Regions from separate parts of the Hordeum vulgare genome. Here region 2 is linked to region 1. Evidence: chromatin contacts called from public Hi-C data. All regions are on one chromosome and are shown on one strand. The core of a region is the stretch at or near the end of the contact, and the rest is flanking DNA. Distances in the headings are between cores, read along the strand shown.

Evidence for each region. Hi-C and Micro-C count contacts between places; a contact is called where the count stands out from the background.
Region 2: a Hi-C map of leaf shows a contact between it and region 1, with 3 times the contacts expected there. The contact joins the promoter of LOC123411366 here to the promoter of LOC123409755 in region 1. A contact is called at or near these places in 1 of 6 Hi-C or Micro-C datasets (leaf) and 1 of 1 datasets of contacts at active chromatin or transcription factors (embryo).

Annotation. Positions count from the first base shown.
Region 1 is chr7H:236,259,421-236,262,263 of MorexV3_pseudomolecules_assembly, forward strand. LOC123409755 (chaperone protein dnaJ 11, chloroplastic-like) reads left to right here and starts at 1,494. Exons shown (of 1, transcript XM_045102618.1): 1 at 1,494-2,464. The coding sequence starts at 1,788. The coding sequence ends at 2,213.
Region 2 is chr7H:236,668,560-236,671,402 of MorexV3_pseudomolecules_assembly, forward strand. LOC123411366 (thaumatin-like protein 1) reads left to right here and starts at 1,485. Exons shown (of 3, transcript XM_045104294.1): 1 at 1,485-1,796; 2 at 1,926-2,601. The coding sequence starts at 1,727.

The DNA.
Region 1 (2,843 bases), core at 244-2,743:
ATCACATAACTTGATTTATCAAGATACTTTCACTTGTGTTACTCAATACCTACATGTTATATAAAGAGCAATATCATAAATCACATTGCTCGGAAATTACTTATCCTCATGGATTATAGAAAAGCGAGGAAATAATTTGCAAACAAATATTATGATAATCCAACAGATTATACACAATTTCATGTTCATGTCAATGGAATTGGTATGAGACACCCTCCATATTTGCAAAGTTCAGGGGGAGTAATCTCCCAAACTATAACCTATTAACAATCATGAGATTGCATATATTGTACTCTTTTCCTTGATGAGTTTTCCCTAATGGTTTCTCATAAAAGGTTTTTAATTGAGATAATATAAACACAAGTATCTATATATGCCATATCATTTTCTCCTTATATTTTTTCCACTGGGTTTTAAAGGAGTTTTCAATGGCATGTACAATTGCACTCTTTTCCCTTATGAGTTTTCTCTCAAAGTTTCTCATAATGGTTTTTAGTGAGGAAATATCTTCTCAAAGATCATATGTCATACTTTCTATTTTCCATATCGGGGTTTTTAAAGAAAGTACTCAAGATATATTTATTGTTCTTTGAACTCAAAGATGAGTTTTCTCCTTCTAAAAAGGTTTTCTCAAATGAGTTATCATGATGCAATAATCATTATATGTTTATCATTTTCTCTTTATTTTTCCCAGAGGGTTTAAAGGAGTTTTAGCAACGTATCTACACTATTCTCCTCATATTTTTTCCACAGGGTTTTTGGAGGAGACTTTAAAGATTATACAAGGATTTCTCAAGATGGAATGATGAACATTCTCAAGGACGAAGTTATTTCTAAAGAAGTCCTTATCAAAAAGATGGCTATTTACAAGATCAAGAATTGATTAGGGGGGTGTTAGGAATAATTAATATGTATTAATTATGTAATTAATCAATACTATGTCGGTTGTTCTTTTGGCAACCGCCCCTTTGTAAACCGTCATGTACTGGGTATAAATATTCTCAATTTCTATCAATGGTTCATTCTATCATTCTCTGCTTTTACTCTTAACAAAACCTATTTAAAGAGCTAAGTGGGTCAATTTTTTGTGACCGTAGTGATCGAACGGACTCTTGGCACATTTGAGTGCACTTTTAGGAGTCTGACTATAAATGCTTTAGGTTAGGGTACCGCCAACATCCGTGGACAAAACTGCCCTAGTACGGTCAGCCCTGTGGAGAAGAATAGGTTCTTTGGCATGTCGACAGCGAGAGCTAGCTTCTAGATGTCCTCGAAAGGGGAAAAAATAGATGTCGCTTCTAGATGAAAATAAAGGGAAGCCGCACACACCGCCACAATTCAGTGTGCTCCCCGCCGTAGTAGGAGCAGGGAAGTCGGCCGTACCGTGGGCGCGCGTCCCCATCGCGGTGCCCCACTCGCGCGCCAGCCAAATCAGTAGGCACCGCCTCGCCCAAACCAAAACAGCGGGGATATTTTATCCCGAAAATCGACGTGGAGATCCCGGCTCCTGCCTTGCCCGAGGCCGGCGCCCACGCGCACATGACGCCGACGTGCACCTCCGTCGGCCCCGGCCCCGGCCAGATCACGATGATGCTGCCGCTGACTCATAGCCCCGACCTCCCCCACAAAAACAAATATCAACCAGCGCTAAGCAATCCGCTGCGTTATAAAAACAAACCCGGCCGGGCGCCAACCACATTCCCGTCTCACCTGCCTACGTTTCCTCTCCCTCCCCCAACCCCATCCGTCCCTCCCGCTCTCTCTTCTCAGATTTGTGGATTCCTGTGATGATTTCAGCGCCCCCGGTGATGCAATCCTCCGTGGCGAGGCCCGCGCTGGCCGGGTTCCGCCAGGCCGCCTCCTGCTCCAGCTCCCGCCGGACGGTCCGGTGCGCGGTGGCCGTCGCATCTGCGGCGCCGGCCGGGAGGTGCACGCTGTACGAGGTGCTGGGGCTCCGGGCCGGCGCCACGGGCGGCGAGATCAAGGCCGCCTACCGGCGACTCGCTCGGGAGCGGCACCCGGACGTGGCCGGCGCGGCCGGCGACGACTTCATCCGGCTGCACGACGCGTACGCCACGCTCTCCGATCCGGACGCCCGCGCGCGCTACGACCGCGACGTCGTCGTGCAGGCCTACGCGCAGCCGCCCGCTGCCAGGACGAACGGCGTCTGGGGCCGGCCTCGCCGCACGTGGGAGACAGACCAGTGCTGGTAGGTCCGGCCTCGATCGATCCGGAGCTCCGGCCTTGTGAATAGCCACCACTAGCAGCGCCCGCGCGCTCTTCCCCACGTGCGGCCATGGCCGCTCACCATAGACTTTTTGTTACGGTGACCCAACCATGCGTTTGTACATGAAAATCCCCACTTCCTTCTTGATTTTCTGAATGTGCAGTGATCTTCAGAATCAAGCATTAACCTGTGTTAATATGCAATAGCAGCATCAATCTAATATGAGATTTCCGTCGACATTGTTTTCCGGCGACCGAAGCCGTCTCTGTGTTTCTTGGCTGGCAAACAAGGATTGACGACGACGTGCTACCGTCGGGTTGTTTATTCGATGCCAGCCAACGATTGCCAATTGGGTGGGTGGCCTCAAATTTCCCTCCCCTGTCAAGGTCAAATATGATCATCGACAACCGACGGCTCCGTCGGTCCACCTCTTCGCACAAGCTTAAATATACCACTAGCAATTTGGATAAGGATTTTACTGATGCGTTGGCCTCGTCGATCTGGTCTACAGCATCGAAAAAAAAGTGTTATTTTGTGGAATTTCACGACAAAAAAATTTCGTGTTGCAACCTCAAAAACGTAGTTTTTTTTAGGGAACAAAACGTAGTTTCATGAC
Region 2 (2,843 bases), core at 235-2,734, 410 kb after region 1:
ACTGTAGCGAGGGTCACATCGGTGCTGAGTTATTGGGGCCACCTGTGCTGCGGTGCACCATTATGGGGGTTGCCGGTGTTGCTATGCCACATCGCCGGGGGTAGCTGGTGTTTCTATGCAGCATCGACGGGGCCACTAGGGCTGCGATATGGCGTCGTCGGGGTTGTCGATATTGCTATGCAACATCACCCATGATGCATTGGAGCTGCGCCGGGTCATTGAAGTTGCGATGGGGACGGAATCGACTCCGTCGGGGCTGCAATGAACCTTTGTCGGTGCTGCATTGAAGCTTTCTTCAGAGCTGTCGCACTCGGTATTGCCATGGACCAGCCCCTGGTGGCTCCCGATGCCGCGATGCAGCAAACGTCGGCGATTCCGTCCACCTGCAACACTGGTGGTGTTGCAACACAACACACTGGTGGCGACCGCGAGAGTTGAGAGAGATGCTCCGGTTTGTGTTTGGGCGAGCGCAACCGCGATAGCAGCAACAGGGCCTCCTTGCTGTAGCGGAGCACATCGCTGTCTTGAGAGGAGCCGCGTGGGTGTCAAACTGAACGAGATCACATGAGAGAAAACACGAGCCGTCTTTGCTAAGATTGATCAACCATGAGTGTGGGATCTAAGGAAAACGATTAAAATCTATCGGTTGATCCCACGAGCGCGTAAGCCGCCTCCACTAAGCGACACGTGCCTCTGTTGCTCACGGCTACCGCTCTGTTTCTACAGAGCATCTCCCTCTTCCTCTCCCTTCTGTCTTTTTCACGCGTGGACAGAGGAAATCCCCCCATGACGAGCACCACAGCTGATGCCGCCTGCTGCAACCAAAGTCGCACCGCCCCCCTCCCCCCCGAAGCCCGGCCTTGCTCTTCTCCCTCGAAATCGCTGCCCTTTGCCTAATCTTCCTCCCAATGGGAACTGTCGCTCCATGTCCCGTGGATCTCATCGTTGACCACTACCGAAACTGCAAGCCAGCGATGCAGCAACTCGTTGATTGTTGCCGACGCTGCGGGGGCTGCAGCGGAGCTTCGGTTGGAGCTCCGCCGGGGCTGCAATGGAGCTCAGCCGGAGTTTACATGGAGCTTCGGCGGAGCCGTCGACGTTGCATTGGAGCTCTGTCAGGTCTTCAATGGAACTCGACCGGAGTTGCGATGGAGCTTCATCGGACTCGTCGGCGCTGCATTGAAGCTCCGCCAGTGCTGCAATAGAGCTTGGTCGGAGTGTCGGTGTTGCGTTGAAGCTTCATCGGAGCTGCAATGAAGCTTGCCGGACACACTCAGTACTGCGTTGCAGCTCCGTTGAAGCTTCGATGACGTTGTGTTCAAGCTGAGGTGCTCGTTGCTACCACGGAGCTGTTGGGATCCAACGATCATCAACACGCTAATCTAAGGGTTGAAAAATCATCGAGCTGATTTGTAGCAGCCCCGGAGATGTAATGACTCTTTGGGCGGATGATCATCCGGCTGCAGCGGAGAAAAAAAATGAGCGAGCCGGTGACCGCGGTCGGTCGTGCCCACTTCGCACCTCCACTCCTCTCCCCCCTCAGCCCCTCTACAACGGAACCGCCGCCATCTCCCACCACACGGCCGCCTTTTCCTCCGCGTAGCCTCCCCACCATATTCCACTCCCGCAAGCTCGCCACTCACCAAGCTCCTCCTCCACAGCAAAGCAAGAGCGCGGCTTCATTGGTTTCGCCCTCAATTCGAGAGTCAGTCTTGGAAGGCCTGCCATGGCTCAGCCGTCGCTGCTCCTCGGCTCTCCGGCATCGATCGTCCTCCTCCTTCTCTCCTTCTTCCAAGGTATCGATCCATCTGTTAGTGCTTGCGGAAGTGGTATTCTCGTCGGATTGGTCGTGATTTGGAGGCCAGTTTGGTTTTCGATTTGGTGAGCTGAGTGTGTTCGGATTTGTGTATTTTTGCGGCGTGCAGGGCCGGTGGCAGGCGCCATCACCTTCACCTTCGCCAACCGGTGCACGGACACGGTGTGGCCCGGGTTGCTCTCGGGCTCCACCTCGCCGCCGCTGGAGACCACCGGCTTCGCGCTCTCGCCGGGCCAGTCGCGCTCGCTCTACGGACCGACCGGGTGGTCGGGCCGCTTCTGGGGGCGCTCTGGCTGTAATTTCAACGGCGGCAAGGGCACCTGCGTCACGGGGGACTGCGGCTCCGGCGAGATAGAGTGCCGAGGCGCCGGGGCCACCCCGCCCGCCACGCTCGCGGAGTTCACCCTCGACGGCGACGGCGGGAAGGACTTCTACGACGTCAGCCTCGTCGACGGTTACAACCTGCCCATGCTCGTGCAGCCGTCTGCGCCTGGGTGCTCCAACACCGGGTGCCTCGTCGACCTCAACGAGCGCTGCCCCTCCGAGCTCCGCTCCGGCGGCGGCCTCGCCTGCCGCAGCGCCTGCGAGGCCTTCGGCAAGCCCGAGTTCTGCTGCAACGGCGCCTACGGGAACCCTGACACGTGCCACCCCTCCCAGTACTCGCAGCTCTTCAAGTCAGCGTGCCCCAAGTCCTACAGCTATGCCTACGACGACGCCACCTCCACCTTCACCTGCAACCACACCGATTACACCATTACCTTCTGCCCGCAGTCCAATCCTTACAGGTACCTTCCTCTGAATAGTTTCTGATGCTATGACAGTACACTACGACCTTGTTCAAATCATAGTGTTGCAGATCTGAATCTGATTCAACTACAATGATATTTTCCCTGGGCTAGAAAATATAATGAGATTTTGATTTGGAATGGGGAACTGGGAATGGGGAAAGAAGAGAAAGTCACAAAGTTAGGCTTTGAGCATGGAAAAGAAGCTTTGATTGATTGAGTTGATCTTTCTTTCGCTTTTG